Regions from separate parts of the Mus musculus genome. Here all the other regions are linked to region 3. The links are chromatin contacts, called in public promoter capture Hi-C and targeted proximity ligation maps. All regions are on one chromosome and are shown on one strand. The core of a region is the stretch at or near the end of the contact, and the rest is flanking DNA. Distances in the headings are between cores, read along the strand shown.

The links. Promoter capture Hi-C pulls out the DNA fragments that hold promoters and counts their contacts. Capture Hi-C pulls out chosen DNA fragments and counts their contacts.
Region 1: a contact with region 3 is called in a promoter capture Hi-C map of pre-B cells, with 4 times the contacts expected there. A contact is called at or near these places in 3 of 39 promoter capture datasets (hematopoietic stem and progenitor cells, liver and pre-B cells) and 1 of 9 other capture datasets (liver).
Region 2: a contact with region 3 is called in a targeted proximity ligation map of microglia, with 7 times the contacts expected there. A contact is called at or near these places in 4 of 39 promoter capture datasets (HPC-7-derived erythroid cells, the SN4741 cell line, embryonic stem cells and 1 more), 107 of 484 Hi-C or Micro-C datasets (the AML12 cell line, B cells, the BV-2 cell line and 54 more), 20 of 130 datasets of targeted methods (astrocytes, bone marrow-derived dendritic cells, bone marrow-derived macrophages and 11 more) and 4 of 9 other capture datasets (adipose tissue, embryonic stem cells, liver and 1 more).
Region 4: a promoter capture Hi-C map of pancreatic islet shows a contact between it and region 3. A contact is called at or near these places in 6 of 39 promoter capture datasets (the 3T3-L1 cell line, the SN4741 cell line, embryonic stem cells and 2 more), 2 of 484 Hi-C or Micro-C datasets (the HL-1 cell line and stem cell-derived neural stem cells), 5 of 130 datasets of targeted methods (SST interneurons, acute myeloid leukemia, large pre-B cells and 2 more) and 4 of 9 other capture datasets (adipose tissue, embryonic tail, liver and 1 more).
Region 5: a contact with region 3 is called in a targeted proximity ligation map of extraembryonic endoderm stem cells, with 6 times the contacts expected there. A contact is called at or near these places in 3 of 39 promoter capture datasets (liver, neutrophils and pre-B cells), 1 of 484 Hi-C or Micro-C datasets (B cells), 2 of 130 datasets of targeted methods (embryonic stem cells and extraembryonic endoderm stem cells) and 2 of 9 other capture datasets (liver and pancreatic islet).
Region 6: a contact with region 3 is called in a promoter capture Hi-C map of pancreatic islet. A contact is called at or near these places in 3 of 39 promoter capture datasets (hematopoietic stem and progenitor cells, neutrophils and pre-B cells), 1 of 130 datasets of targeted methods (large pre-B cells) and 1 of 9 other capture datasets (pancreatic islet).

Annotation. Positions count from the first base shown.
Region 1 is chr19:6,162,505-6,166,493 of GRCm38.p6, reverse strand. It overlaps Batf2 (basic leucine zipper transcription factor, ATF-like 2), which reads right to left and starts at 2,055. Exons shown (of 3, transcript NM_028967.2): 1 at 1,941-2,055; 2 at 1-26. The coding sequence starts at 1,979.
Region 2 is chr19:5,509,026-5,512,688 of GRCm38.p6, reverse strand. Snx32 (sorting nexin 32) reads left to right here and starts at 2,172. Exons shown (of 13, transcript NM_001024560.3): 1 at 2,172-2,356. The coding sequence starts at 2,318. It also overlaps the pseudogene Gm31166.
Region 3 is chr19:5,769,119-5,772,726 of GRCm38.p6, reverse strand. Scyl1 (SCY1-like 1 (S. cerevisiae)) reads left to right here and starts at 1,308. Exons shown (of 17, transcript NM_023912.3): 1 at 1,308-1,507; 2 at 1,864-2,004; 3 at 2,175-2,524; 4 at 2,916-3,006; 5 at 3,103-3,258. The coding sequence starts at 1,397.
Region 4 is chr19:6,065,591-6,069,255 of GRCm38.p6, reverse strand. It overlaps Tm7sf2 (transmembrane 7 superfamily member 2), which reads left to right and starts at 1,406. Exons shown (of 10, transcript NM_028454.2): 1 at 1,406-1,587; 2 at 1,937-2,133; 3 at 2,234-2,288; 4 at 2,563-2,757; 5 at 2,842-2,945. The coding sequence starts at 1,536. It overlaps Vps51 (VPS51 GARP complex subunit), which reads left to right. Exons shown (of 10, transcript NM_001081041.1): 8 at 109-230; 9 at 314-401; 10 at 881-1,414. The coding sequence ends at 1,141.
Region 5 is chr19:5,404,848-5,408,588 of GRCm38.p6, reverse strand. 4930481A15Rik (RIKEN cDNA 4930481A15 gene) reads right to left here and starts at 1,774. Exons shown (of 4, transcript NR_027938.2): 1 at 1,506-1,774.
Region 6 is chr19:6,182,649-6,186,361 of GRCm38.p6, reverse strand. It overlaps Majin (membrane anchored junction protein), which reads right to left and starts at 2,017. Exons shown (of 11, transcript NM_001165919.2): 1 at 1,780-2,017.

The DNA.
Region 1 (3,989 bases), core at 806-3,305, 390 kb before region 3:
AGCTGTTTCTGAGACTCCCCAAGGTCCTATGAGGAAGGAGGCAGAGGTTCTGTGGTCCTGGCAGCGGCCTGCCTCCTCTACCTTGATCAGCTACTTGGAACGTTGTCTTTCTCAAGCCTAGTCTCAAGAAGTCCTGTTCTCCCAAAGTCTGTCTCCTCCCTCCCATGGCACTAACAGTCCTCCTGAAGACACTGCACTCCTTACAGTAACGCCAGCCCTACCCCGTGTCTAGCTTACAGCTTACTTAATAAGTAGGGAGGGTGGGATTTGAACCCAGACCATAGCAACCTCAAACACACATTCTCAAAAGTCAGCATTGGCTTCTTCTGAGTGCAATAATCTCAATGGTAGAACAGAGGCACATGGTATTTTCCCAACTGTCCACAGACAGTGAAGGAAAGAAGGTGAGAGTAGACACCCCAGAGTGAGCTGCCATTCCTATGATCTTCCAGCCCACAACCCCACAAAGGCAGCAGGGTCAGGGTCTGATATGATCCCATGTGCCTGTCCTCAACTCAGTCTAAAGGGGCTGGCACTCACTTACTGAAACAACATTTAATTTCCTCTGTGTGTGTGTGTGTGTGTGTGTGTGTGTGTGTGTGTGTGTGTACACTGTAGGAGGACAGCCTTAAGTATCATTCATGTTCAGAAGCCATCTGCCTTCTTTTAATTTAAGTTGTGTGTATATGTGGTGACCTGTGTATGCATGTGAGTGTCTGTACCCTTGGAAACCAGAAGCAGGTGTTAAGTCCCCTGGAGCTGGAGTTACAGGTGATTTGGTTGTGAGCTGCCCCGTGAAGGTGTTGGGAACCAATCTCGGGTCCTCTCCAAGAGCAGTGAGCATTCCTAACTGGCCCCCACCTAGTTTGTTTGTTTGTTTGTTGTTTGTTTGTGAGATATAGTCTCTCACTGGTCTGGGACTCACCAGTAAGACTGGGCTGCCTGGTCAGCAAGCGCCCCTCTCCCAGGGCTGGGCTTACAGGTGCTTGCCACCTAACCAGGTGCTTTATGGATGCTAGGGACCAAGCTCAGGTCTTTAGGCTTCCGAGACAAGTACTTCACTGACTATGCTATCTCCCCATCCCTTCAACAAACATTTATTAAACATCTACTATGCACCAGGCACAAAACTAGAAGGGCACAGAAGTGGGAAAAAGAAGAAGAAAAAGGAGGAGTAGGAAGAGGAGACAAAACAAACAAATAAAATTAGGCAAAATGGCAAGATGTAATGGAAGGATTAGTTCAGGCCAGACTTGGCTACATAGTGAGTTTGAAGCCAGCCTGGGATACACGAGATCTTTCCTCAAAGCAGGAATGTCACCTACCTGGCACAGAAGAGATCTACAAGACTCCATGCTCACTCACAGGGCAGTGGGGCGGCTGCCTAGAACTGATGGAGATTCCATTGGGCAGAGAGGACTGCTCCTGAGAGCTCTGAGCCCTCCAACCCCGGGGACCACAAAACTTAAATGGAACTTGAAGTCAAATGCCTAGAGCGGGACCCTGTCTCTGTCACTCCACCTCAGGCAAGACTCCAGCCACTCTGGCTGAGGACTCTGCATGTCCCTTGGATTGTGGCTATATCCTCCTCAGGGCAAACTTCAGACCAGAATAGAGGCTGGAGAAAGACAGAGTCAGCGAGGAAAGAAGGCAGCTGTGATTTGGGAGACTAGAGAGAGAAGGGAAGGATCTGGGAAACGCTGCAAGGTGAGAGCAAATGGATTGCGAGGAAGCAGTACGCACGCATGCAGGGTCCAAGTTCAAAGCTGGAGACTGGTCTGCAGTGTGAGCGCCAGGAAGTCATTCCAGTGCCCAGGAGGAACTAAACCGTGAGATGGGAGTGTGCAGCCCAGTTCCCAGGTCACACAGATCATGGTGACCTTACTGCAGCCTTCCTTGTCTCTCTCCATAGCGTTTCTTTCCTAGTCCCCTGTACTCACTGTCTCAGTCAGCAGCTCGCTACTCCCACAGAGTTGCATGGCTTAGGCAAGGGGAAAAGAGGTTCAGTCTGGTCCTGGATGTCCCCTCAGCAGCTGTCCCCTCCCAGTGACCTATGGAGGCCCAAGGAAGTGGTGGCTCTTTAAATCCCCAGTGGCCACTCCGCCCCTAGCACACCCAGTTTCAGTTTCTCCTAAAACCATGGGCTGCCCAGAATCCCTGGCTCTTGCTCGCTCACGCTCACTCACGTGGGTGGAACTTCCTAACAAGAGCAGCCTTCCGGTTAGGCCCCTTCTCTAGAAGAAGGATGGTGGAGGGTAGATGGGAGCAGTTAACAAGACCGTATCCTGGAGAGGGCTGGCAGGATGCCAGGGACAGAACCTAGAGGAAAAGCGGGGTTGGGGTGGGGTGCGTGAAGGAGCCCCCATAGTCTCTGAGAAAGTCCAGGTTCACAGTCCACACTGGAGCTGTGCAGCTTTGAGAAGGTGATTCACCTTCTCTGAACTTTGGTTTCCTTATCTATGAAGGGTATGGGTAGGGTGGAGCAAATTTCCAGGCCTGCGGCTGGGTGTGCCTGGTGTGGTACTTGCACTGGAGAAGCAGAGGCAGGAGAATCATTCATGAGTTTGAAGCCAACCTGGGCTACATAGTAAGAACTAAAAATTCTCAAAATATAAAAGTTCCCAGGCATAACAAAAGAACTGTGACAACACGACCACTCCAAACTCTCTGAGACCGATGTTGGACTCATGCAAAAAATCAACAATCAGAGCTGGCGTGATAGTGCTCGTGACTGCACGAACCTCCAAATCTCAGGACTCAGAGGCAGAGCCCAGCAGGTATCTGAGTTAAAGGCCAGCCTGGTCTACAGAGTAAGTTACAGGACAACCAGGGCTAAATGATGAGACCCTGTCCCACTGATGATGAAGAATTTAAACTTTTTAAATTTAATTTATGCATACCAGTGTTTTGCTTGCATGTATGTCTCTGCCCTACATATATGCCCCGTGTCCTCAGAGGCCAAAAGAGGGCACTGGAGCCCCTGGAACTAGAGTTTCAGATATTTATAAGCAAAAATGTAGGCGCTAGAAACTGAACCTGGATCTTCTGGAAGAATAGCCAGTGCTCTTAATCGCTGAGTCATCTCTCAAGCCCACAAAATAAAACTTTTAAAGGAATCTTTATGTCCAAGTTTATATTTAAAAAACAAAAAGTGCTAAATCTGGGCACAGTGGCAGATGCCTATAATCCTTGGGAAATGGAGGCAAGAGGACCAGAAGGACAAGGCAGTTTATGGCTACACAGAATTGGGGTCTAGCCTGGGTTAGAAGAGACGGTGTCTCTTAATAAATAAGTAAAGTAAATAAAAATAAAAAGACTGCAATTGATTAGTAGTGTCTGCCATGTCGTGATGTCTGTAATGACCAGAGTTATGCAACACAGGAATCTTTTGCCATCTCTAGAACTGGTCCTGAAGCCAGCTTGAGCCTTAAGAGATGAGCCCTGGTGCTCTGCCCACCAAATTTATCATCCATACCTTCTGTGTGTGATCCCTTTGCTGTGGATGATAAAGTCATTCCTAGTCCACAGAGCTGTTTGAAGGGGAGGAACAGGATGAAGAGAGCCCTTCCCTATTAGAAAGCACTGCCCAGCCTGGTGCATCTTCTCTTTGAGACTTGCAGTGGATCTGGATTCTAGGATCGCTGACATATTCATAATTGAAACTGTTGGGTCGATGAGATTGGACGTGCCAGCAGGACCCTATCACCTTGCTTCTGAGAGCCCTGGGGGCAGGGGCTGAAATGGGTTGACCTAGGCTACCCATTTCTTGGAATTATTTTTGTCTCCCAGACATCGGGTAGGGTAGGGCGCTGGCTGGATGCAGCACCTGAGGGGCTCATTAAGCCTGTCTGTGAACTCCACAGGGGAACAATCTGGAGGAAGCTTGGGTATGACGTCACCCCAAAAAACACCTATTGAGAAGACTAGGGCCCAGTGTCCCTGCTTCAGCCTGCAGTTCTAACTAGACTCCTTGACTTCCTAGACCAGGG
Region 2 (3,663 bases), core at 923-3,422, 260 kb after region 3:
ACTGTTCTTCAAGCAGGAAACAGTGTCCTTCTTAGCATTCGCCCCAATATTGTTTCTTTCTCCTTAAAATGTTTCCATTGTCCTCTCTGCCATTCTTCACTGTGGGCTTGGCTCCATGCCCAGGGGCTCCCATGCTCCCTTGAGGTCCACACTCCTCATTCATATTCACTCTTTCAAGACCAACAAAGTCCTTGGCTCCAGCTTCTCCTTTACTTGAGATACTCCAATCTCCTTTTTCACTTTCACTTTTTCATCCACCTGACTCCTTGGGGCTTTCTCCAAGTGTGTCTTGCTCTTCCTTAGGGACAGATGCATCAGCAATCTCTCTCATTCCATCCAAGACATGACTATCAGTTTCTGCCCCTGTCTTGGCTCCTCCGTGGCCATCCATCCCTTCTACACTTTCAGAAGGAATTTCCTGACTCAGATTTTCCATCTCACCTTCACCACCAGTAACACTGACCACTCTTTCAATAGTCTCTTCCGAGGCACTTCCTGTTCTCGAGTGCTCTTTCAGTTGCACCTCAGCCGACTCCAACTCCTCAATATTTGACTCCAGTAGATCTTCAGTGGATCTTGAATTTTTATCACCAGTTCTCAGCTTCTCTCCACTGGATCTAAATTTCTCTCTACTCAACTTTGCCTTCTCTCTGATGGACCCCCGCCTCTCTCCACTGTCTGACACCTTCTCTCTGATGGACCCCCGCCTCTCTCCACTGTCTGACACCTTCTCTCTGATGGACCCCCGCCTCTCTCTAGTGTCTGAAATCTTCTCTCTGATGGATCCTCGCCTCTCTCCACTGTCTGACATCTTCTCTCTGATGGATCCTCGCCTCTCTCCACTGTCTGACATCTTCTCTCTGATGGATCCCCGCCTCTCTCCACTGTCTGATACCTTCTCTCTGATGGACCCCCGCCTCTGTCTACTCTCTGTCGCCTTCTCTCTAATGGATCCCCGCTTCTCTTCACTGTCCGTCTTCTCTCTGATAGACCCCCGCCTCTCTCTACTGTCCATTTTCTCTACAACAGACCCCCGCCTCTCTCTACTGTCCATTTTCTCTACAACAGACCCCCGCCTCTCTCTACTGTCCATTTTCTCTACAACAGACCCCCGCCTCTCCCTACTGTCCATTTTTTCAGCAGAAGACCTCCGCTTCTCTCCCCTGCCTACCACCTTGTCTCCAATGGGTACCCGTTTTTTCAAGTTCTCTCCACTAGACTCCAGTTCCTCATTCGGCCTCAGCTGATCCCCTCTGGACCTCAAGTCCCCTCCAGTGGTCCTCAACCTGTCCCTAGATTTCAAGTTTTCCCCACGCTCTGCAGTCATCTCTGCACTCGTAGTTACACCAGCTTTGAGTCTATCCTCCAACTCTCTCCAAATCTCTGGGCTGTCATACTCCAAACTTGCTCGAGCCTGCACCGCCCTTCTTACACTGCTCAGGAGCTTCGCGACCACTGCCTCCTGTTGCAGGCCCGATTTCTCTCTTGAGAACTTCTTCCCGGTGCCCTCCAGCTTCCAGTCCTCAGATTCCAACTTTGGGTTAGACTTTTGCACGTTTCTGTCCAAGAGTTCCACTCTCTTCCCAATCACGATGAGTCCATTCCAGGGTACCCACACCTTCTCTTTCTCTCTCACTTGCGCCTTCTTGCAGTGTGACTTCGGTGGCGATTTCCTTTGGTCCCCCCGAAGAATATGGGCGCGGGGTATCCGGGCCTTATTGCGTCCCCGCGGCTCCTTAAGCTGCTTACTCCGTACTTTCTGGCCCGGGTGTGAAAACTGGAACGGAAGCGCTTTCTCCACAGACATTGCAGCCTGCCCTCGTCCCTAGACCCCCTGACCCACTCGAGTTCCCCATTCCTCCCTACCCAAACCTCCCTCCCAACCCTCGCCCCCCCTCCGGACTCCCCGCCCCGCCCACCGCCTGGTGGCGCCAAGCTGCCCTAGTGCGCATGTGCGCCTCTGCTCGTGCCCGTTAGAAGAAGGCGGGTCCCGGAACGGCCGGATTCGTAGGGGTCCACCTGCGGGACTGACACGTGACCTCTACCCTCAGGCCCTGGCCTATCCTGGTCCGGCTTTCTGGTGCCGCTTAAATGCCCACGTAAGATTGATAGGCCTCAAAGCCAATAGAGGCTCATGTGGTAAAACTGCTGTCTAATCAGAAGGAGCAGCTGTGGGCAATGGGACCCACCCAGGGAGGCCGCAGCTAGTGTCAATGTCAGCTGATAGCATCCCTACAAGGTTCCCTCACCCAAGCTCTTGGAACGCGCAGGCCGTGGCTTGTCGTAGGATTCCTGTATATCCCAGCTAAGGAGCACCATGGAGGAGCAACATCAGGAAGCTGGAAATGAGAGTAAGGTAAAGGAAGGAAATAAAACGTCTTCCTACTCCACCTCACTTCATCATACCATACCAAGCAGGGAGAGAGATCTGAGCACGGGAATGCGGCGCTTCTAAGGCCCCTGCATAGGGCCAGGTTGAGGATGCAAAGATAATCAGGATTTTTGTCCCAGCCTGCATAGATGGAATCCCGCCTCTGCCCCCTCCCCCAAATCAACTCAGTACTGTCGTGATGGGGGAGAACAAGGCAGTCTGCAAGCGACTGAGAAGGGTGAGAGAGTCCTGTTGAGTTTACAGGCTCACCTGTGTATTCGTGCCTATATATTTGTAAGACCATCCATCCATTCTTCGTTTATTCCTCTCAGCCTCAGTCAGCAGTTATTGGGGAGCTTCATTGTTTTGGATTGCATCAACTCTCACTTGAGGTAGGAGTGTAGTGAGCTGGGACAGAGATAGGGGATGGAGCTGCTGTGCTGTGTTCTGAAAGTCACATCTCTGTCAAGCAGAGTGGGTGAGAGTAGAGATAGACATCAAGAAGAAAACCAAGGACAAGGGGTCCTGCTGCAGCAAAGAGCTAGTCTGCCTGTGTTTGAAGGGGGGGAGTGAGGGCAGAAAGCCTGCCTTGGTAGTGTCACACAATCCAAGAAGTGGCATTTGGGATTCAAATGGAATTTGGAGGGCTGGCCATGGCTTTCTGTTTATACATGTTCATATAGAAATGTATATAAATAGCCAGGCATGGTGAGACACACCTTTAATCCTGGAATTTCAGCGGTAGAAGCAGAGGCAGAAACAGGAAGACCTTTATGAGTTCAAGGCCAGCTTGGTCTACATAGAGTGTTATAGGCAAGCCAGGGCTATATAGTGAGATCCTGTCTCAATAGTAAAAGGATGTATATATGTACATATGCCGTGTGTGTGTGTGTGTGTGTGTGTGTGTGTGTGTATGCTTAGAACATGTTTATAAAGTGATTAGAAGCCAGATATAATCCCAGCACTTATGAGGGTGGGGCAGGAGGATAACCACGAGTTTAAGGCCTGCTGGAACTACAGTGTGAGAGTTTGTCATAAATACATAAATTTATTTTTTAAAAGATTTATTTATTTTATGTTTATAAGTATACTGTAGCTGTACTTGTGGTTGTGAGGCATCATGTGGTTTCTGGGAATTGAACTCAGGACTTCTGCTCACTCTGGCCCCGCTTGCTCCGGCCTCACTCGCTCTGATCCAAAGATTTATTTATTATTATATGTAAGTGCACTGTAGCTGTCTTCAGACACACCTGAAGAGGGCATCAGTTCTCATTATGGATGGTTGTGAGCCA
Region 3 (3,608 bases), core at 59-2,558:
ACCAACTTCTGTATTAGTCAGGGTTTTACTGCTGTGAACAGACACCATGACCAAGACAAGTCTTATAAAAAACAACATTTAATTGGGGCTGGCTTACAGGTTCAGAGGTTCAGTCCATTATCATCAAGGTGGGAGCATGGTAGTATCCAGGCAGGCATGGCGCAGGAGGAGCTGAGATTTCTATGTCTTCATCCAAAGGCTGCTAGTGGAAGACTGACTTCCAAGCAACTAGGGTGAGGATCTTATACCCACACCTACAATGACACACCCATTAGGTCACACCTCCAGATTGTGCCACTCCCTGGTCCAAGGATATACAAACCATCACAGAGGTATTTTCTTAATAGGAGTACACTGGGCCAACCATATACAAACTATCACAGGGTATTGGCGCTCCTAAAACTGGAGTTATAGGAGGTTGTGGGCCAACAGAGGGTGCTGAGAGACATTCTGGAAGAAAAGGTTTATTCCTGGCTTTGCCATGTTCCAACTGCCAGCTCAGCTCAGTGACTCAAACATCATTCCCAGCTTCAAGCTCCTGCAGGACTCTGGCCAGCACCCATGTCCACTTTGGACATACTTCTCTAACAACAGTTTCCCAGACCTCTCAGGACATTTGTGTCACCCCTTGCCTATCTCCACCTCAACCCCACTCTCAAGGTCTCAAGTACCTTTATTGTAGTAACTAAATTCCTCGCTGAACCCCAAATCTGCCCATTGCCTGTTGAAGGAGCGTTTGGCTTAAGAGATAACCATTGGAGTTTGGAGAGACCAGGGGTTAAGAGCACTGACTGCTTTTCCAGAGGTCCTGTGTTCAATTCCCAGCAACCACATGGCAGCTCACAACCATCTGTAATGGAATCCGATGCCCTCTTCTGTTGTGTCTGAAGCCAGCTACAGTGTAGTCATATACATAAAATAAATATATCTTAAAAAATGAGAGCAATAACCATTCTCCTCACTACTATTACTTTCCAATCATACTGCCTGCCACTAGTAGCCTTTCTTTTCTATCTCCCCATCTCTTTCCACCCCTGCCCCCCCAGGTTTAGATAGGCCCTATTGTCACGCTCACTTCCTGAACCCCTCCCCTCTTCATTCTACAACGGTTGCACTCACTACTCTCTATCACACTCAATTTTTCTATCTATACAAGGCCACAAGTTGGGAGCATTCAGATGACCATCTTGGCTCACCCTTCCGGTCACGCTCCGCCCTGCCCAGGGAGGTCTGCCTTCAGTCCAGCCTCACTCCCGCAAGGCCCCACCCTAAAGCTCCGCCCCAACTCAAACCCCGCCCATAGACCAGACTGGCTCCGCCCTCGCCCCGCCCCGCCCCGGCTCGGGCGGCCGGAGGACCCGGAGTGGAGGCTCCCGAGCCCGTGGCGGCGGCGACGATGTGGTTCTTTGCCCGGGACCCGGTCCGGGACTTCCCGTTCGAGCTGAGCCCTGAGCCCCCCGAAGGCGGGCCGCCCGGGCCCTGGATCCTGCACCGAGGCCGCAAAAAGGTGAGATACTGCGCTGCTCCGAAGGCCGCGGCCGACCTCGGCCTTTCCTACTATGTATGCCGGCTTCGCTGTGTCGCGCCGGGCCTGACGTGGCGGCGACCGAGAATCCCGGCAACGGGCTGGGGAGCGGGGCGAGCAGTGACGACGTGGCGGGCGGAAGGACCGAGGGACGGACAAGCAAACCGGACGGGGGTCACGTGGGCCTGGCTAGCTCCTTCAGGGCTGTCCTAGGGCGAGACTGGCTGGAGTCCCTTCCCTTCTGTTTTGGAGATGGGCTCGGAGCTGCTGTAGCCCAGGCAGGTTGGAGAGATCACCCGGCCCGTGCCTCTCAGGTTGCTCTGTCTGTCCTCCACCAGGCCACAGGCAGCGCAGTGTCCATCTTCGTGTATGATGTGAAACCGGGAGCTGAAGAGCAGACCCAGGTGGCCAAAGCTGCCTTCAAACGCCTCAAAACTCTCCGACACCCCAACATCCTGGCCTATATCGATGGGTTGGAGGTACCTGTCGCCCGATCTACCCATCTTACTCTCCTCAGGCCCTCACTTTGTACCCAAGTGCTTCAGTAGCTTCAGATTTGGTATCTTCTCCACTGCCTCTTTCCCTGTCACGCCCCTCATCTTCCCTTCCTCTTCTGGCACCGTGCCCTGATACCCCTTTTCTTACTCAGACAGAAAAGTGCCTCCACATCGTGACAGAGGCTGTGACCCCCCTGGGAACATACCTCAAGGCACGAGCAGAAGCAGGTGGCCTGAAGGAGCAGGAGCTGTCATGGGGGTTACACCAGATCGTGAAAGCCCTCAGCTTCCTGGTCAACGACTGCAACCTCATCCACAATAATGTCTGCATGGCCGCTGTGTTTGTGGACAGGGCTGGCGAGTGGAAACTTGGGGGTCTGGACTACATGTACTCGGCACAGGGCAACGGCGGGGGACCACCCAGCAAGGGGATCCCGGAGCTCGAGCAGTATGATCCCCCGGAGCTGGCTGACAGCAGTAGCAGAGCAGTCAGAGAGAAGTGGTGGGTGCCCGAGGTCACCGTACCTTGATCTGCCCGCACTGAGGCTCCTGGACTCTGGCGACCCCTAGACCCGCTGGGAAACCCCTTCCCTTGCTGCCTGCCTGGCAGGGGAAGCAGGATCTCAGGAGGAGGTGGTTGGCTAAGAGGGACAGAGTTTGGGTGTTCGGTGCTTCTGGATTTGAAAGCTGTGTGTTGGAGGCAGGTGTCTGTCCTTCTCTGAGCTTTGGTGTCTTTGTTAAATGGGGCTAATGAAACAAACTCCTTGGGGCGGAGGGCTCAGTTCAGGGACGCAGCCAGGGTCTGGGATGCAGCGGGTGCTTGGGACCTAAAGCAGGTTGGAGGCAGCACTAGCATATTCTAGGGAGCCCTGAACAGCTCTGGGTTACTGCAGGTCAGCAGACATGTGGCGCTTGGGCTGCCTCATCTGGGAAGTTTTCAATGGGTCTCTACCTCGGGCAGCTGCCCTGCGCAACCCTGGGAAGGTAAGTGCCCAGCCTCTGCCTGCCTCCTCTGTCCTAGGCCCTTCTTTCTTGCCACCCACCACTACTCTTTCCTTGACACGGAATCTTCTCTTACAGATCCCCAAATCCCTGGTGACCCATTACTGTGAACTGGTGGGAGCTAACCCAAAAGTACGTCCCAACCCGGCCCGCTTCCTGCAGAACTGCCGGGCACCCGGTGGCTTCATGAGCAACCGCTTTGTTGAGACCAACCTCTTCCTGGAGGAGATTCAGGTGAGCCCCCGTCCACGCTGGGATTCCTTGTCAGGACCTCTCACCTATGTTTTGGCGTCTCACATTTGGATTGTGTGGAGACAAGCATGTAGCTCACTGGCTTACTCCGGTTTGCTTTTTTATATAACTTAGGACCACCTGCCCAAGAGTGGTACTGCTCACAGTGGACTGGATCCTCCCACATCCATCACTAATCATAAAAATGTCCCCAACAGATTTGGCTGTAGGCAATCTGATAGAGACATTTTCTCAGTTGAGACCCTATCTTCCTAGGTGTAGAACTAACCAGCACAGTGGGGAATTGGCTTTCGGATGCCTGAGAGTTGTCAGGTGTTCTGATCTTCAATGTA
Region 4 (3,665 bases), core at 157-2,656, 300 kb before region 3:
CCCTGATTGTGTAGGTGGTGACCATACCTAGGATTCTTCAACCAGCAGAGAGGGGAGGTTTTGTCAGTAACCATGCTCTGACCTTGCAGCGCATCTTTTCTCCCCCAGGTGGGGCTCCTGTATGAAGAGGGTGTCCGGAAGGCCCAGAGCAGTGACTCAAGCAAAAGGACTTTCTCTGTGTACAGCAGCTCCCGGCAGCAGGGCCGCTATGCACCCAGCTACACACCCAGGTCAGGCTGCTAGGAGCCTCCCTGAGAGACAGAAGAGGGAGGCTGGGCAGAGTGGCCTCTCACTCTTTCTTTCCCCCTTCCAGTGCTCCCATGGACACAAACCTCCTGAGCAATATTCAGAAGCTGTTCTCTGAACGGATCGATGTGTTCAGCCCCGTGGAATTCAACAAGGTCTGAAGTACCTTCTCCTCTACATCCCAGGGGAAGGGTGGCTCCCACACTAACCCAGAGAGCCCTAGGACCACATCTGAGCAGAATTAAAGATCACTTTACGTAATCTCTGTCTCTAGGTCCAGAGCAAAACCACCTTGTCCACACTTTACTCTCCAAACTAGTCTTTAGTCATCGGGGGTTCCCACTCATATCTTGATCTCTGCCCCTCCGAAGCCCAAGCTCAGCAATATCTTTCCTCCATTTTACTTTGTAGTCAGTGGTGACTGCTGCCCATCGTATTCATGAGGCCCCATCTCTGATCTGACCACCGGGGTTTACCTGCCCTCGCCTTTATGGTGGCAACATTGCATTGTTCCCTTCTTAGCTGAGCCCTAGAAATTTCTGTCTTTATCTCCCTTGCCTCTGCTCAGAATTTGGATGTATCCTCCTCCCCAAAAGACGGCAATCCTGAGCTGCATCCCTGTGTCCACCTGCAGGTGTCGGTGCTGACTGGCATCATTAAGATCAGCTTGAAGACACTACTGGAGTGTGTGCGCCTACGCACCTTTGGGCGCTTTGGGCTGCAGCAGGTGCAGGTGGACTGCCACTTCCTGCAGCTTTACTTGTGGCGCTTTGTGGCTGATGAGGAGCTAGTGCACCTGCTGCTGGACGAAGTAGTAGCCTCAGCTGCTCTGCGCTGTCCCGACCCAGTGCCCATGGAACCTAGTGTTGTCGAGGTCATCTGCGAGCGCGGCTAGAATCTGCCAACGAGTCGCGTAGTAGCCCTATCGCCCTGTCCTCCCTGTGCCCTGTTCTCATCCTAGAGGCCCTTCCCCGCTGGCGGGTTCATGGATCCTTCTAATAAACTTATGTGTCCTCCTCCTTCCTCTTGCCTGCAGGGGCGGGACCCGCCCGGGTTGGGTTTCAGTGCCGAAGCTTCTGAGGCGCCAGCATGGGGCCCGCCTCCCAGCGCTGATTGGCTACTGTGCTGGGCCCAGGGTGGGCAGAGGGCGCGTCCATTTAAAGATCAATGAACAAGAGCAGCAGCTTTTCCACCTCCGTGTCTGATGCAGAGCCATAACCCGGCATGGGGCGGTTTGTGTTTCCTTGATCGACTTTTGTGAACCATTGTTCCCCGGCAAAGCAGAGATCATGACTTCTCGTGAGGCCTCCCAGGCCCCACTGGAATTCGGGGGGCCGTTGGGTAAATGGGAAGGTTTGGGGTGGAGGCTGACCTGATGCCACTTAACGGGAGCAGGATAGGATACGAGCTCTATAGAAGGCTCGGAGCAGAAGGATCCGGTGCGCGGGTGTCGGGGTGTCTGCAGAAGAGGAGGGAGTGCTGACAGCAGCACAGCGGGGAGTTTGTGTAATGAAAGACAGTTGGGAGAGCAGGATGGTCTTTGGGAATGCCAGAGGGCAGAGGAACAAGATGAAAATTAAGATAGGAGTATGGCGCTGGGAAACTGCTAAGCAGGCAGGTGACTCAAGGCGCCCGAGGACTTGAGAGAGCTCTTGGGAGCAGTCACGCTACACAGTGGCCCTCTTTCCAGGCGTCGCGGCTTTACTGATCCTGCTGCCTGCCACCATGTTCCACCTGCTCCTGGCGGCTCGCTCGGGCCCGGCGCGCCTCCTGGCCCTACCGGCCTATCTGCCTGGGCTGGAGGAGCTGTGGAGCCCATGGGCTCTGCTGCTATTGTTCATCTGGCTCGGCCTGCAGGTGGCGCTCTATTTGCTGCCTGCACGCAAGGTGTGTGATCTGTTTTAACACACCAGGGAGGAGGGTGCAGGGAGGGCTGGAGCCTGGGAAGTCATCCCCAGCTCTTATAAAACCTGCCCTGTACCCGCAGGTGGCCGAAGGCCTGGAACTGAAGGACAAGAGTCGCCTGCGCTACCCTATTAATGGTGACTGGGGTTCCCCCCCCTCCCTGAATCGCAGTTAACATGGGTTGGGGTGGGTTCCAAGGGTGGTGGGAGGTTTATGGACCAGCTCTGATGACATGTTTGTGCCCTTATGGGAACCTCGCCGTGCATCTACCTCTTTTGCTACTACTCAGCTCCAGGCCAATGGCCAATGTTCTCCCAGAACTGCGTGTGTGTGTGTGTGTGTGTGTGTGTGTGTGTGTTGGCTTTGGAAGTATGCAAGCCACCCCAGGGCTCACTCTGTGCTGTGGTTCAGGCTTCCAGGCTCTGGTGCTAACAGCCCTGTTGATGGGGCTGGGGGTGTCAGTGGGGCTGCCCCTGGGGGCACTCCCTGGAATGCTCCTGCCCTTGGCCTTTGCGACCACTCTCACCAGCTTTATCTTCAGCCTCCTCCTCTATGCGAAGGCTTTGGTAGCTCCTGCCTCAGCCCTGGCTCCTGGGGGAAACTCAGGTGAGAAGGGTCCCAGTGAGGTAGGGATGAGGTAGGTGGGATGCATGCATACCTGGTGTGCCTTCACCTTCTGTTGTTCCCCAGGAAATTCCATGTATGACTTCTTTCTTGGACGGGAGCTGAACCCTCGCCTCGGTTCCTTTGACTTCAAATATTTCTGTGAGCTGAGACCTGGCCTCATTGGCTGGGTATGCTGACATGCTGGACTTAATTCTGCTGGACTTGGGCCAGGAGAAGAGCAGAGTGGGCTAGCATTGCTGGGTGGGCAGCAATCATTCATTCATTCATTTGCCAATATGTTGCTGTGTTATGAACCTATGGTTTTGCTTTAATAGAACAAGAGGGTTTTTAATATAAAATCTTGAGAGAGAGAGAGAGAGAGCGCGCGCATTTGGCTTATGTACATAAAGCCCTAGATTCCAACCCTAGCACCACAAAACTAAATCTATACCACAGTGATGACAGGCTGTATGGGGGAGCAAAGCAGGCAGCGAGCTGGGAAAGCAGGTGCAGCTTCGGATGTAGCGGCCAAATATAAAATCAACTTCAAAGACAGCTAAGGAGAAGCTTGAAGGACCAGGCAACTGCCTCCAGGGATTGTCAGATTTAACACCTTGTTTGTCATTGGTGGCCTTGACAACAGGCCAGCTGTTCTTGTGTTAAGATCACATGTACATGGGGTACATGGGTGGTGGCCAAGAGCTCCAAAGGGGCTCAGGCAAGGTCCTGCCTTCACTGTAGAGGCAGGAGTGCCCATGTCCACTGAATCTGAGTTTGGATTTGGTTTAGTTTTGAAACAGGTCTCACTCGGATAGTCCAGACTAGTCTCAAAATCAAGGTTCCTTCTACTTCCCTCAGCTAATCAAGTAACTAGGATTACAGTTACTACAATCCCACCAGGCCTAGTC
Region 5 (3,741 bases), core at 525-3,024, 360 kb after region 3:
CAGTGGCTCTTCTCACAGTTAGTCACTTCCCTTTTGTTGAAATACTGTTCCTTTGGCTGAGAGCCCTTACTTACCCAGCAGTCTTTGCTCTTTTGTTGTTGTTTTTGAAACAGGGTCTCTATATATAGTCCTGAGTGTGCTAGAACTCACACGGTAGACCAGGCTGGTCCTGAACTCACAACAGAGATCTGCCTGCCTCTGCTCTCACGTGCTAGGATTAAAGGTGTGCGCCACCTCAAAAGTCACAATCTCTGTGCTGGTCACTTTAGCCTGGTCTCCGTGACCTCTCCTGACCCCAAGGCATCCTGACTTCTGCTCTTCTCTCTCAGCACCCCTCAGCTCAAGTGTGTGACAGTCTCCCTGACGAGTGTCTTCTCTGGACCCACCCCCATCTGACTTCCCATTAGCAGCCAGTGTTGGAGTCTTCTAAAGTCACTAAAGAAATCTCTGCTAGCCTGGCATGAAGGCACACACCTTTAAGAAAATTTGAGGCTAGCCTGAGCTGCAGAGTAAGATAGTGGAGGTGACCCCCCTAAAACATAAAATAGGGGATAGTGAGGTGACTCAATGGGGAAAGTGCTCTCTGTGCAAGCCGGATGACATGAGTTCAATTCCCAGAACCCACATGAAAGTGGCAAGAGAGAACAAAGTTGACTTCTGACCCCACATACATGCTGTGGCAGTAGCCACCCCCTTCCTATCATGCACACACAATAACAATAAAAATAAATAGAACAAATGAATGAGTGATTTAAAATAAAGTGACTGGTTTTACGTCACCGTCAGATCTCTGAGCTTGACTCACTCTTACTTTGTGTTCGCCTCTCTGAACTTGATTTAGAACAACACAGTTGCTGCTCTCCTGGCCAGTGGAGCCCCTACCATCGAGCACAGAGGGAAGCGTCCTTCCTATCCTCACCCTCTACTCCAAACTCCTGCTCTCCTATTGTAAAGGGATGGGAGGAGAACGGTGGTAAAGGAGGAGTGGGCATGACTGGCTCCTCCAGGTGCTGGATAAAGCTACTCCAGCAAGATAAAGCTACTCCAGCAGGAAGAGATGCTCAGCAGATGGGAGAGTGTACCACAGATGGGAGAGTGTACCACAGATGGGAGAGTGTACCACAGATGGGAGAGTGTACCACAGATGGGAGAGTGTACCACAGATGGGAGAGTGTACCACAGAGGGTTCAGCTTCCAGGTCCCACATAGCGGCTCATAACGATCTGTAACTTCAGTTTCAGTGACCAGCGCCCTCTTCTGGACTCTCTGGGCATGTGGGGCACGGACATACACGCAAGCAAAACATCCTTACACATTTAAAGAGTTTAAACTACAAAAGCTGTTCTTATCTGTGGGTGCTGCCTGTGTTTTCTGGGACACCTTTCCAGATCGACCCCAACTTCAGCAAATGGTAGCCCCTATGTTTCGATGGCTCTGATTTTCTTCCCTCTGGCACACGCAGACCCATTCTATGGGGGCTCCCCTCACAGGATCCGTTTTTTTACCTTAGGGTTAGTCAGTCTCCACTGCCAGGCCATACGCTTGCTGGAGGTCACGGCACTACTGACGCCCTGGGCCACCACAACACCAGTGAGCCTCTTGAGCTTTCTTAGAGCACTTAGTACCAGATTTAGAATTAGAAGACAATTCACCAGTCAGGCGTGTGGTGCAGGCCTTTAGTCCCAGCACCCAGCAGGGGCAGGTGGATCTTTGAGTTTGAAGCCAGCCTGGTCTACAGAGTGAGTTCCAGTCCAGTCAAGGTTACATGTTGGGAGCCGCCCCCACATTCGCCGTCACAAGATGGCGCTGACATCCTGTGTTCTAAGTGGTAAACAAATAATCTGCGCATGTGCCAAGGGTATTTTACGACTACTTGTACTCTGCCTTTCCCGTGAACGTCAGCTCGGCCATGGGCTGCAGCCAATCAGGGAGTGATGCGTCCTAAGCGAAGGATAACTCCTCCTTAAAGGGGACGGGGTTTCGGCCATTCTCTCTTGCTCTGCGCGCCCGGCGCTCTGGCTCCTAAAGATGTAAACAATAGAGCGCGCTCTGCGCTTTGGCGCGCCGGAGCTCTGGCTCCTAAAGATGTAAGATTGGGGTGGCTTTCGCTTTTGGGGCTGGGGGTTTGCGCTCCTGGCTCCTGAAGATGTAAGCAATAAAGTTTTGCCGCAGAAGATTCTGGTTTGTTGTGTTCTTTCCTGGCCGGTCGTGAGAACGCGAATAAGAGTTACACAGTGAAATCATGTCTTGAAAAAAAAAACAAACATAAAAAAGGAGGAGGAGGAGGAGGAGGAGGAAGAGGAGGAGGACAGGAAGAGGGAAAGAAGACAGTTTAGTAGCTTCAGGTTTGAGATCTCAGCAGGATACCAGCTGTTTCCAAACTGATGTCATTACCAACTCACTCTCTCAAAATTTACCCTAGAGGCTGGCAAGACACCTCAGCGGGTAAAGGAGCCACGAAACATAACGTCAACCTAAGCTTGACAGCTGAGACTCACACGGCAGAAGGGGAGAACTGACTATAAGTTATCCTCCCAGTGGTCACATGCATCCCAGACCACACACCCCAGCCTATCCACAAATAGATAAATAAGTGTAAAAGTCTAAGAAATCTACCCTTGCACCGGGAGCACGTTTCAGGAGGCAGGGTGCGTGCCTGGGATGCAAGAAGCCTTGAGTTAAGGGTCCAGCACCAAATAAACCAGGCACAGTGGCGAGCACTGTAATCTCCACGCTAGGGAGGTGGAGGCAGGAGGATCAGAAGTTGAAGTTTATCCTTGTCTGTATAGCAAGTTCAAAGCTAGCCTGGGCTACATTAGACTCTTTCTTAGATAGATAGATAGATAGATAGATAGATAGATAGATAGATAGATAGATAGATAGAATCCAATTTGAATCCATTCATACTTCTGACAAGGATGAGGGTCAAAAGTGGCAGAGTGTGGATCAGGCTGGGGCTGGAGAGACAGCTCAGAGGATAAGAGCACTGGCTGCTCTTCCAGAGGATTTCGGTTGGGTTCCCAGCACCCACATGGAGGCTCACAACTGTAACTCCTTTCCAGATCCAGTGTTCTCTTCTGACCTCAGCAGGCACTGAATTCATGTGATATACATACAGATATACTTGTGGGTAAAACACCCATACATATCAAGTAAAAATGTCAATATTTTTTAAAAAATTAAAAACAATTAAAATGTGGCACACACTTACAGTTCCAGCACTTGGAGCCTGGGCAAGAGGATCAAGAACTCAAAGCCAGCCTGGGTTGCACAGCAAGAACACATCTCAAGAGCTAGGCTTGGTGGCACATACCTTTAAACCCAGCACTTGAGAGACAAAGGCAGGCAGATTTCTGTGAGTTGGAGGGCCTACCTAGTCTACAGAGTGAGTTCTAGGACAGCCAGGGCTACAGAGTAAGGCCCTCTCTTGAAAACAAACAACAAAAAACCCTAAACAACAAACAAACCTGTCTCAGGCAAAAGTGCAATGGGTTGGAAACTTCTGCCTGTAATTCCAATATATGAGAGGTGGAGACAGGCGCTGAAGAGTTCAAATCCATCCTTTGCTACATATAGCTTGAGGCCAGTGTTCAAAACATAAGACCTTGCCTTTAACAAATAGAATAATTTCTATGATGGTTAATTCTGGGTGTCAACGTCACCAGACTAAGTAGTCAATAGAGCACAGATGCTTCCAGAAGCTAGACCACGAGTCTTAGTGAACTAAGCAGGGAGATGGGC
Region 6 (3,713 bases), core at 768-3,267, 410 kb before region 3:
AGAGATGAACAGGACCACATTACATAGACTCCTGTTGTTCCAGACAGAAGCTATCAGTAGGATGGTCTTTAGTGATAAAAGTAGAACTGCAGTGTAGAGCGACCTGAAAGATGCCCACTCATGATCCAGTGACTTGACCAGGTGAAGGACAGGGACAGTCAGAGATGACTCCTGTGGCTATGCACCATGGCTCACACCTGAAACCCTAGCCCTCAGGAGGATGAAGGAGGAGAAGTGTTATGAGTGTGAAGACTGCTTGGGCTCAAGAGTCAGACCCTGTTGTTAAAAAAGGAAAGAAAGTAGACAAGATAGCTCAGAGATGAAAGTGTTTGTCATGCAAGTGTGAAGACCAAAGTTAGGGCCTCCAGCACCCATGTAAATGTCTGGTGAGCTGGAATGCCAGCCTCAGGAGGTAGAGACAGGGATCTCCACAGCAAGCTGCCTAGCAAGACTGGTTGCACTCACAAGCTCTAGGTTTGATTGAGAGGCATCACCTCAATTGGTGAGGTTGAAGAGTAATGGAGGCCAAATTCTAACATCAACTTCAGGCCTCGTACACATGTGAATACACATACACACACTACATATACATGAAAATGAAAAAAGAAAAAGAAATGTTAAAAAAAAAAAAGCAAACCCAGTTTGCTGAGAGATACCCGGTTACCTGAACACCTAACCAAAGACACACACACACGCCCTTCCTGGGGAAACAGGGGATTTTAGGAAAGAAATTTCTCCAAATATTTTTCTTTAAATATAATTGTTTCTATTATTATTTTGTGTATATCAGTGTTTTGCTTCTATATATGTCAGTACACCACATTGAGCCTGGTGCCCACAAAGGCCAGAAGAGGACATCAGATCCCCTGGAACTGAAGTTACTGATGGCTGTGGACCCCCATATGAGTGCTGGGAATCAAAATCTGGTTCCTCTAAGAGGAACCTGCGCACTTAATCTATGAGCTATTTCTCCAGCCCCAGAAAATATGTCAGTAGTCCATCCCTATGATCCTAGCACTCAGGGTGGAGGCAGGATCAGAAGTTCAAGGTCATCCTTAACTATGTGCTGAGTTTCAGGCCAGCCTGGGTTACATGAGACCCTGATTCCATGAGTATCCAAACCAAAAACAAACAAACAAAACAAACAAAAAATAAAGAAATGAACAAAACCACCAAGCAACAAAGACTGCAAAGCAAACCAAAACACAAGAAAAAAACAACAAAACATGTGACAGGAAGCATGTCAATGAAAAAGTCGTGTGTGTGTGTGTGTGTGTGTGTGTGTGTGTGTGTGTGTGTGTGTGCGCCGCTATTAAACCTGGGTTAGGGAGTAGTTAAAAGCCAGAATGAACACTTCCTTTGACTATCTGGAAGTTTCTGTACAGAAGGACTGGGTGGGGGCAGTGTCTGAGAAAGCTGGATCGGTGTCCTAGGCAAACATGGCACCACCCTGGACATGAGAGGGTTGAAGAGCACTCCTCACTAGCCCAGAAGACATAGCTCTCATCATCTCTGAGCTGGTTACCCTCTGGAGGCTCATGGCGGCCATTCCCTGCCACTGCCACCCCAGCTCTCCACCCTCTTCAAGCTTCCAGTCTGCACCAGTGCCCAGCCTGCCCTTCAAGGCCTTATAGCCAACGGCCGGGTTGGGCAATCCCCAAGCCAGGCCTCAGGGACCAGGGTCCTCCAGAGGCTGCGTGTGGGGCCCGGCCCAGAAACTTCCCTCCAAGGCGGAACCCGCTCAAAGCCCGGGGACACCAGCAGCGGGGCGGCGGTTACCTCAGCCTCGAAGCGCTCAGGCGCTGACAGCCACACTTGTCGCTCGCACACTGACTAGGGTTCCTCCAGCACCTCAGAAAGGTGGCCACGCTTGACTTTCTGCTCAGAAATCTTTTTTTTTTTTCCAAGAGAGGACGTCGAAGTCAAAAGACTGCGGGCCAGGGACTCAGGTTCTCGTCGGTCTCCTCTGAACTCGGCCTTTAGCTTGATGTGCACAAGCGAAGCCTTGGAACTTCCCGCCAAATCCTCCGCGCACGCGCAGATTTGAGGCAGGGCGGGGTTTCACAAAACTGAAGCCTGCGCAAGAACACCTAACTTCTGAGCGTCACGCGCAGCCTCATGACCTATCCCTTAACTACTATTATTGTTTCTTGAAAAAAACCTTTCTCGCGCCGGGCATGATGGCACACGCCTTTAATCCCAGCACTGGGGAGGCAGAGGCAGGCGGATTTCTGAGTTCGAGGCCAGCCTGGTCTACAAAGTGAGCTCCAGGACAGCCAGAGCTATATAGAGAAACCCTGTCTCCAAAAACAAACAAACAAAAAACCCCATTCTTGTGTGTGTGTGTGTGTGTGTGTGTGTGTGTTTTACAAGCAGCATTTTGCTTCCTTCCACCATGTAGGTTCTGGGAATGATGTGCCGGATGCCCAAGAGCGTTTTACACTGAGATTTACGCATGCATTGCTTTCTTCCCACCTGCGCACCTGCTCCAGTCGGGTAAAACTACTTTGAGGTCTCTCCTCTGTGCCAGGCACTCTCCATACACAGCACTGTGGTGTATGCTTGCCTTTCATCCTCATTGCCAGACCCTAGGGCAGATCTTTTGTAGTCTGATTTAATCCAACCAGGAAATGAAAGGATTTATGAAGTCAGGATGCTTGATCAGTCATGGTATTCTGCTTCCTGTTGGTCGGGTTTTATGTTCTGAATCATTAGGGAATTTGGCATCCTTGCCTACACAGCCTAGTGTGCTGGACTGGTGATGATGGGCCCGCATCTGTGGGAGATGGACCCATGGCTCTCCATTGTCCAAGCTCTGCATTTCTCTGCTTAACCTGCTGTTCCCTCTGTAAGGACTGTCCCTCCCCACCCTCAGCCCTTCCACATGCCTCCTCTTCATACTTAGAGCCATTAAGCACCTACTGGCTTAGGAAACTGGATCTCAGGGGTGGAGTTGTTTTATCTAAAGAGGACCTCATGGGCTGGGATGTAGCTCATTGGTTGGGTGCTTGCCTACCATGCACAAGGCTCCAGCGGCGCATATCTGAGCGGGTGCTGGAGCTCCCTGTAATCCTGCATTCAGGAGCAGAGGACCAGAGAGTCATCCTGGAGAACACAGGAGTTTGGGATACATGAGACCCTGCCTCTAAAAACAGAAGGCTGGTCATGGAGGCCCACCACTAATCCAAGTCAGGGGAGGCAGAGACAGGTAGAGCTGAGTTCAAGGCCAGCCTACTATCCTGTCTCCTTTAGCCTAAATATAAGCCTAACCATACCCTGATCCTTTGTTCACAGGAACTCCCAGGACAAATCCTGTCCTTGGAAAGGGGTGGGCTTGTAGGCAGGAGAGGCAGAATGGTAGATCAGAGATTCCATTGCTCTAATACCTAATACCCTGAAGACTCAGGATCCTCTTGAGACAGGGTCAGAATAGTTCATGTCTCCTTTAAGAACCCCTGCTGCCTATATAATCCCTAGGTCCCTAGAGCTGAGGGAGGAGCCTCTTTATAGCTTCACTTCCTACCACACCTAGGGCTCCTCCCCAGTCTCTCCCCGGCTCCCTCTGGGACTCCCAGGGCCAATTACTTGCCAGGCAACAGCCCTCTGCTCAGGAAAGCCAGCAGGCAGGGCTAGGGCCTGGCAGGGCCACCGGGAGCAAAGCTGCCTGGCTCAGAAACGCAGCCCTGGGTATGAGGCAGGTCTCCAAGGGTAGA